2 separate regions of the Mus musculus genome follow, and region 1 is linked to region 2. Evidence: chromatin contacts called from public promoter capture Hi-C data. All regions are on one chromosome and are shown on one strand. Each heading gives the region's core, a stretch centred on a gene start, on an enhancer-like site or on the middle of the called end of the contact. The rest is flanking DNA. Distances are from core to core; before and after follow the strand shown. Region 1 holds the start of Tff2 (trefoil factor 2 (spasmolytic protein 1)). Region 2 holds the start of Glp1r (glucagon-like peptide 1 receptor).

Evidence for each region. Promoter capture Hi-C pulls out the DNA fragments that hold promoters and counts their contacts.
Region 1: a contact with region 2 is called in a promoter capture Hi-C map of embryonic stem cells, with 2.7 times the contacts expected there. The contact joins the promoter of Tff2 here to the promoter of Glp1r in region 2. A contact is called at or near these places in 2 of 39 promoter capture datasets (embryonic stem cells and stem cell-derived epiblast-like cells).

The regions. Positions count from the first base shown.
Region 1 is chr17:31,141,694-31,145,967 of GRCm38.p6, reverse strand. Tff2 (trefoil factor 2 (spasmolytic protein 1)) reads left to right here and starts at 1,686. Exons shown (of 4, transcript NM_009363.3): 1 at 1,686-1,798; 2 at 2,705-2,854; 3 at 3,620-3,766. The coding sequence starts at 1,720.
Region 2 is chr17:30,900,436-30,904,748 of GRCm38.p6, reverse strand. It overlaps Glp1r (glucagon-like peptide 1 receptor), which reads right to left and starts at 2,882. Exons shown (of 13, transcript NM_021332.2): 1 at 2,795-2,882. The coding sequence starts at 2,872.

The DNA.
Region 1 (4,274 bases), core at 437-2,936, 240 kb before region 2:
ATAAAGTGGAAACTGTAGCTGTGGGGTTCTCCTGAGCCTCTGTGATTGGCCCACAGCCTGGTCCCACAGATATGGCTGTCTATTGTTGTGCAGTACCCTTGACTTTATATGGAATGGGGCGGGGGTGCAGTGCTCATAATATGGATAGCCTGTTCATCAGGACACAGGCTTGTACAGGGGGAAGGGATAATGCTCAAAGGAAAGATAAATGTCTCTTCAGGGGACAGGTGGCTTTGGCGGAACCCCTGATGGGGCAGGGGAACTTGGGTTGGGATGTGGGCCAGAGAGGAGGGAGGAATGAGGATGTTCAAGAAAATGGGTTCTTGGCAAGTCTTATCATCTTGATGGCTGTCCTAGTTGACTGCCCCTTGCTATGATAACCAAAAGGAACCTGGATAGAAAAGCAATTATTTATCCAATACATCCCTATCAGTCAGTCATTGAGGGAAGTCAGACAGGACCACCAAGCAGGAACCTGGAGGCAGGAACCAGGAGGCAGGAACTGAAGCAGAGACCATGGAGAAATGCTGCTTACTGGCTTCCCCCCACCCACCCCCCATGGCTTACTCAGTCTGCTTTCCATCTCTTGCCAGATGACCCTGGCTTGTGTCAAGTTGACACCAAAACAGCACAGCAACAACAACAACAAAGATACGTAATAAACACAGAGATAAAGAACCGCTGGGATGTGCCACAGAGAAATAGAGCCCTGCTGGGTTTGCAAGGATCCAGGTGAGGTTTTGAGGATTTAGGTCTGCTCTTTAGAGCCTGGGATGGGGCCAAGGCTTTTAAATTCTGTATCCGAGTCATGGACTCTGTAGCCTATCTCCCACAGCTGGGCAGACTCCTTCAGCCCCAAAGGACACACACACACACACACACACACAGTCCCTCTCCTTCTCTCCTCTGACATTTCTGTTCTGAGTTGTCCTGATCCCCTGGGTTCTGTCCTCGGTGTCCATTTTACAAATCCCCTCTCCGGGGCATTTCATGGGTGGGCATCTCAGTCCTAGGCACTGTGTGAGGGAAGTGAAGTATCCCCACGGGGCAAAGAGTGTCCAGCTTCAGGGATGAAGAAAGCTGCCTGCCCCATGACGGCTCCCTTAGGCCCTGGCGGCTGGTCTCTGTGTACAACAGTCCTTGGGGCTGGCAGGGAGCCAGGTGAAGTAGGGTGTGCCTTGCATCAGGAATGCAGACTGGGTCCCCTGGAGATGCTCCCCCTCCCCTGGGAGGCTCCTGGATATAATGACCTTCTCTCTCTGTGCTCTTTGTTTCTCCATAGCGTCATTCACTTCAAATATTTAAAAAACAAAACAAAACAAACAAACAAGAAACAAAAAAAGAAAACAAACAAAAAACAAAACCTAAGAAGTCTCTACAGTAGGCACAAACCTTACCCAGAGTAACACCACGAGGCTAATCCCTTCCTGGGTGTGACCCTGTGGGTGCCCTATTCCAGTTGCATACGTGGCCCATTCCCCTTTCAGTAACCTGGCACGACCCAGCCTGACCCAGCCCATGTCCGGAGGGGTTTTTCCCACCTCCTCTGGGCCTCCACTTGGAGCCATGTCAGCTTTTCTGCACAAAGAACCTAGGAGGCTTGGGGCCACGAGTAAGGGACAGTTATCAGGGCCATTGAGCAAACAAACAGGAGCCAATAAAATGCCAGCTGGTGGGAACTGGGCATTCTGCAGGCTGCCCAGGTCCAGTGGAGCAGACATGCGACCTCGAGGTGCCCCCCTGCTGGCAGTGGTCCTGGTTTTGGGACTGCATGCTCTGGTAGAGGGCGAGAAACCTTGTAAGTAAAAGTCCGTGGAGACCCAGCAGGTGAAAGGTAGGATCTGAGCCCCCTTGAGTGATGGGCTGTAGTTCATCTAGGACCTGGACTAGGTGGGTTTTTTCTCTATGTTCCCTCAAAGGACAAAGGCAGGGTGACAGATTGCAAGGAGCTAGACAGCACCCTGCTGTCTGGGTGCTGCTGTGGGAAGCTCACCCAGAATCTCTTATTCAGAAGGGCTATGTCTACAGGTGTCAGCCTGGTTAGGAGGACAGGAGGGCCTGCTGTCTTGGGCCTATCTTGTGACCTTGACTTCTGCATAGGTTCATAGAGTCACCCTCTTTACAGAAGGTTTGTGTCGCCTTCTTCCTTCCCTTCCCTTCTCTCTCTTTACCTCTTCCTTCCTTCCTTCCTTCCTTCCTTTCTTTCTTTCTTTCTTTCTTTCTTTCTTTCTTTCTTTCTTTCTTTCTTTCTTTTCTTCCTTCCTTCCTTTCTTTCTTCCTCTCTTCTTTCTTTCTTTCTTTCTTTCTTTCTTTCTTCCTCTCTTTCTTTCTTTCTTTCTTTCTTTCTTTCTTTCTTTCTTTCTTCCTCTCTTTCTTTCTTTCTTTCTTTCTTTCTTTCTTTCTTTCTTTCCTTCTTTCCTTCCTTCCTTCTTTCTTTGTTTCTTTCTTCCTTCCTTCCTTCCTTCCTTCCTTCCCTCTTTCTTTGTTTCTTTCTTTCTTTCTTTCACAAATGAAATGGTTTCAATAAAAGCCTCCCCTGGTTTCCCCAGGAGGAAGCCAGATAGCTTTAACATGGGCAAAATAAGACCTCATGTCACCCCTTGGGCAATGAGATTCTGCAAGTGTCCTAAGCTCCCAGGGCAGGTTGGAAGAAGCATCTAGCATGCTGGGCAGGGATGACCATGATGGCTCGCTCTATCCACAGCCCCCTGTCGGTGCTCCAGGCTGACACCCCACAACAGAAAGAACTGTGGCTTCCCGGGCATCACCAGTGAGCAGTGCTTTGATCTTGGATGCTGCTTTGACTCTAGCGTCGCTGGGGTCCCTTGGTGTTTCCACCCACTTCCAAACCAAGGTAAACTTTGGAGAGCCAGGTCCTTCTGCCAGCTGTCGGCTTAGGACCTGGCCCTGGGCAAGGTCTACAGCAGGTGCTTGGAAGCCTAGCTGAGCTAGAGCTAGCCCAGGTTAACACGAAGGAAGCCTTAAATGCCTCTTCTATACCCTTACCCCCTCCCCGATCCCCATCCCATACCCTAAATCTACCATTGGCCTGTACATAAAAATGTAACTTCCAAAGCAGCTTGGGAAGGGGGCGTGGAGGCATCAGATATGATGGGTTTCAAGCCAGGGCAAACTGTGAATACAGTACGCACAAGAATGCCAGCTGTGTGTGAGTTCACCGCAGGCATGGGCTTTGCCACTGGGGCACTCGTGGTAGGGAATATCCTCCCAAATGACCAGCATGCTCTGAAGAAAAACCAGGTAGGTTAGTGGCTGCGTCCAGGGTCCCTTTCGATATCAATGTCTTCAAGCTTCTGGGCGTGGTACAGTGGGCTGCTCTTATTTCACAGAGCTCAATGCTGAGTCCAGAGAAGGTAACGTGGTTTTCCCGAGGCCCCAGTTCTGCAAAAGTTCTGTGATCACCTCCCAACATTAGTGCCCTCCTGTGGGGAGGACAACCAGTCCTTGGGCATTACTCTCCTGAGAGACGCCACCCCCAAGGAGCTCCTTGGGACACTCAGAGCCTGCAAATTCAGTGTCCCTAAGAAGGCAGACCTTGTAGCCCTCAGTGAGTGTCCAGCCTGACAAAGCCTTGGATGTTGCTCTTCCTCACAACCAGAATCGGAGCAGTGTGTCATGGAAGTGTCAGCTCGCAAGAATTGTGGGTACCCGGGCATCAGTCCCGAGGACTGTGCCAGTCGAAACTGCTGCTTTTCCAACCTGATCTTTGAAGTGCCCTGGTGTTTCTTCCCACAGTCTGTGGAAGGTAATGGTTGTCGGTGGGGCCTGCCTGGAACCTGGCAAGAGCCATTCCCACCCACACTCACCTGCTGAGGGTCCCTCCTGTGTGTGTGTGTGTCTGTGTCTGAGTGTGTACCTGTGTGTCTATATCCGTATGTGTACCTGTATGTGTACATGACTACTGTTCCTGTGTACCTGTGTGTATGTATCTGTATGTATACCTCTGTGTGTGCGTACTCTGTGTATCGTATCTCTGTGTGTGTGCGCCTCCGTGTGTGTACACCTCTGAGTGTGTATGTATTTGTATGTGTACTTGTACATGTGCGTGTGTACTGTGTGTACTTGTGTGTATGTACCAGTGTGTGCCTCTGTGTGTGTATGTGCGTGCCTGCATGTGGAGGTACTCTGCAGAGTTTGGGTGCTTCCCTTAGTCCTTCTCCCCCATAGTTTTTGAGACAGGGTCTCTCACTGAATGCAGAGTTTACCGATTGGCTAGGCTGGCTGGCTAGTGAGCTCTGCTCCAACCTGTTCCC
Region 2 (4,313 bases), core at 1,633-4,132:
GGCTGTTATATACAATCCCATACCTTCCCAAAAGCACAGTATAACAGGTAGGATATCAAGGCACACACACACACATGCAAGTACACACAAGCGCACGAACTGTTGGACGTGTGATTATATGCTAATACATTGCTGCATACATGGTGACACCGATCCACTGTGACACAAAGGGTCCCAAACAAACACAAAAAGAAATGGAGCCTCTTATATCTTGGACACCTATCTCCAATCTATCTCATATGCATCTCTGTGTAACACACACACACACACACACAACACACACACACACACACACACACACACACACACACACACACACACAAGAATTTGCCGAGGACAGGTGCACCAGACACTAGAAGACAGGATGTGGTTTCTTGGCTGCTCCTGGACAGCCCTATGCTGGGTCTGTGTCTGGAAGGAAGCCCAGCTAGGGACAAAGTCTACCCAGACCAAGCCGAAGCCTCAGCCCCCACTGCCCTTTGTTGGAGTACAGAGGCCAGGGGCTTGCAACAATCCTGCACCAGGCTGTACTCTGCAGCCTGGGGACACACCAGGTTCCAAAGGACATTTCTCCCAGAGGCCTCAAGCTGCCATTTCAGAAATGGGTCCCCTTAGGGACCCTCCATCCCTCCATGTCAGACCCTATGATCCCTGTTTTACTGATAGAGAAACTGGGTTTAGGATCATCGAGGGTCCTGCTAAAGAGTTCCAGCAAAGATCAGACCTGACCTCAGAACCCAGTTCCACCCGGTTGGAACGTCAAGTGTCAAATGCTTGCTTAGCTTCTCAGTAGCCCAGCTCCCTCATAGAGGGTCTATGGGTAGAAGGGAACAGGGTGAGAGGAGTGGTCCTTCCCAGAAAGCACACTGGAACAGCCTAGGTCACGTTTGGCACAAGTTAGCTCAACCATCCCTTAATTTGCAGGGAAGCAACTTCTGCCCTCACCAGACCTGCTCCCTTGGCCTTCATGCCCACCGGGCAGGAGGAAGGCATGGGCCAAGAGCTGGGGTCCCACTCTCTTTGCTCCCCCATCCCTAAGCTGCTGTACCCTACCACCTAGGGAACCCTGTTTCTGAGTACTCACCCTACCACGAATGACAGGAAGGTGATCTCACAGACAGAAAGTAAAATACAAAATTTATTCTTGAGTCTTTCCAGGGTCCATGCGGTTGTGCTGTAATTATTGCAATCTAACGTTAAAGCTGCCTGTCACACACACACACACACACACACACACACACACACACACACACACCTCTGCAGGCGGCTACCGGAGACATTAGTACTCGCCATAACAAGGGCACCCCATCAAAGCTCCAGTGTGTCTCTTCAGCACCTGCATTTCTGCTCTTATGAACCAGGGCTGGAGTAAGGGTCAAGATGCTTGACATTAGAGGAGGGAGTCTTGCAGGGAGAAGAAAGGAAGGCCTCAAGCTTGGCTCTGTCCCCTCACTCTCAACCTAATCTGCAAATGTGACCCACAGCAGCCTAGGACCAGAAGGCTCAAATCCCCACCATCCTGCCTCACAAGAAGGAACTGAGCAGCGAATCTGCGGTTGTGGCTGGAAAGATCCCAATGTCACCAGGAAAGCCATGGCCTGCAGGGGAACAGAGAGGCAGTGCCAGAGACTGGGAAGGTATCTCTTGGGGACAGTTGGCCCTGGAGAACAGGGAGAGGATTAATCTGGGAAAGGGTTTGGGAGCTGAGACAGTGCACTTCCTGGGGAGGCACCTCTGTCCACAACTCGGTTCTCAGCCAGGGCTGAGGTCTGTGCCCTCCTATGTCAGACCAAGCTCAAACGGATGCAGGCCCACTCCCCAACGGTTAAGCCCTTTAGCTCTGGAGGTGGACACAAGACATGATGTGTAAAGTACTCCCTTCTATAGGAACACTGCCCAGCCTTGGGCCTCTTCTATGCAAGGGTATCCTGGCACATTTGAACAACCGCCCTCCATACAAGCAGCTGGCCATCATGGCCAGGGCAGGAGCCTGGGGCAGGATTCACAGGCAGGTCAGAGAGAGTCAGAGAAGAGCCCACAAGAGTCCAGCTGCGACCTAGTCTTTGGCGACACCAAGGAGGTTGGATGTTCCGGTGACCCTCGGTATTCTTTCTGGTGGGTTATTAATCCAAGGGGGTCTAGGATGGGTATTAGCCGAGTGTATGAGAGGGCCTGGCTGATCCAGAAGAAACAGGGAACCTGCTGCATGTTTGCTGCAGAGGCTGGGGTGGAGGTGGCAAGTCAGTGCCACCTGGGAGGTCATCAGGAAGGACAACAGGCTGCAGGGTCCCTGGGGCTATGAGTCAAAGACTGTGATGAGGTGATGGGAGGAAGCTGCATTTCTACAACCAGGCCCCTTCGGTCCTCTAGAGCTTCCTGGGTACCCCATACACAAGGAAGCCCAGGAGGAGTGCAGGGGAAGGCACCGCAGGGGTTCTGAGTACAGAGGGAAGGCAGAGTGCCAGTGGGTTTGGAAAAGGAGTTGGGAAAGTAATAAGGGACAAAGACGGGTCGCAGAAGTCAGAGCAGGGCAACCCTGGGGCAGCTGGTGCCCTGACAGAGCAGCTGGAGCCGAGAAGTGAGGCAGCTCTTCAGGATGAGGGTAGTCACCTCATGTCCAATCCCCACCTGGACTCCTCAACTCCTCTGTCTCTTCCTCGCCTGAGCCTTGCACTTCCCCTGTCTGGGGTCCCGGAGTTTCTGCTCAAGTCCAGGAGCCCCTCCGCTAGCTCTTGTGCCCGCAGAACACCGCAGCGTCCCCCTCCCATTTGTCACCGGGGTTCCCAGGGCTCACCTGAGGGCGGGGGCCGGCCCTGCCCACCGCCCCGAGCAGCAGGAGCGCCAGGCGCAGGAGGCTTGGGGTGCTGGCCATGGCTGGGCGCTCAGGACTGGGTCATAGCTGCCACCTGCGGAACCGCGCGCCGCGACTGATCCCTGCCGGGCTGCGGGGGGAGGAGCTGGCGTGGGGCCGCCCCGCCCGTCCGCAGGAGGGATCGGGCGGGGTCCCTGTCCTCTTCCGCCTGGGTTTCAGGAGGCCCGGGGCCAGACCGGCCTCCAGCGTCCCGGGCCAGGAGATGTTCGGCGCTGTGCTCCCCGCGGGCTCCACTCAGGTTTAAGAGCCGCAGGAGCGGAGCTTCTAGCTCTGAGCGCCTGTGGTGCCTGCGCCTGGCCAGCTCGCTGCGACCAGTGGAGCCCGCCTCCCACCCCCGCACCCCGATCTCCTCCTGGCTCCCCCTCAACTAAGGAAAGCCACGCCCCCACCGAGTCAGTGCTTCCAAAAGGAAACTGAGGCCAGGAAAGGTGTAGGATTGGTACAAGGTCATAGTGTTGGTCAGACTTCTGGAAAGTATCCCACAAGCTGCTAGTTACTAGGGAAGAAAGATCGGACTAGTTGGGTGCCACCTACTTCCCCAATCCTCTCCTCATCCCAAGCCCAGCCTTCTGGGCCTGCACAGCAGTCAAGGTGGTAGGGATCAGGACAAGAGATCCCAGAAGAGTCCTTAGGGTCCTTTCTATCTAAAACTTTAGAAATTGCAGGGTGAAGAGGGTTGAGGCTGGATTCTGTTTTTCTAGAACTTTCCAAATGTTCCCTGTCCACCCCTTGCTGTCCCTGGGCCTGCTACAATGTGTGCCCTGACTAGCTTACCCTATGCACTTCAGTCTGTCTTCCTACACCACACCTTTGCCCTTGGCTGCAGTACAGGTCGGGAGAGCTCCAGACTCCTACCTCTTCTGTGAGTTAATAAGTGGGACAGGCAAGCCGAGGTGTACCACTAACCTCTTGAGGAAGGCAAGAGGATGCACCCCCCCCCCACCATGAACTAGTATAAGGAAGTTGGGTGTGGCTCTACTCAGCCCTGGACCTGCCTAGGGCTAGTCTGGACCATTCTGGAAGAGAAGAGAGATTGGATGCATAGCTGCAACTCTTAGAGATTACAGAACTTCCCAAAGTCCTGCAGGAAGTGGGTCTATACATCCAGTGCTCAATCCCGCGGAGGGAGACAGCCAAGAGAGGTGCGGAGCGCGCTCCACTCAGAGAGAGAAGCTCCCTTCTGGTGAGCTCTGCCTTTGAGTCCCTTGTTTTAGCCCCAGCCTGAGGTCAAGCAGGTTCCCCCTGTGTGCCACACAGGCTTGGCTGTTTAGCTGTCAGGACCATCCATCCAAATAAATGATCTAACTAGGGCTTTTACGGAAAGCAAAGCTGGAACTTCAGCCCAGGTTGGAGTGAGTAGCCATTCTCTGCTCATCAAGGTCTCCAGATCTTTTCGCTTTTCTGGTACCAGCATCTACCTAAATGACCCGAAGTGGCTCGC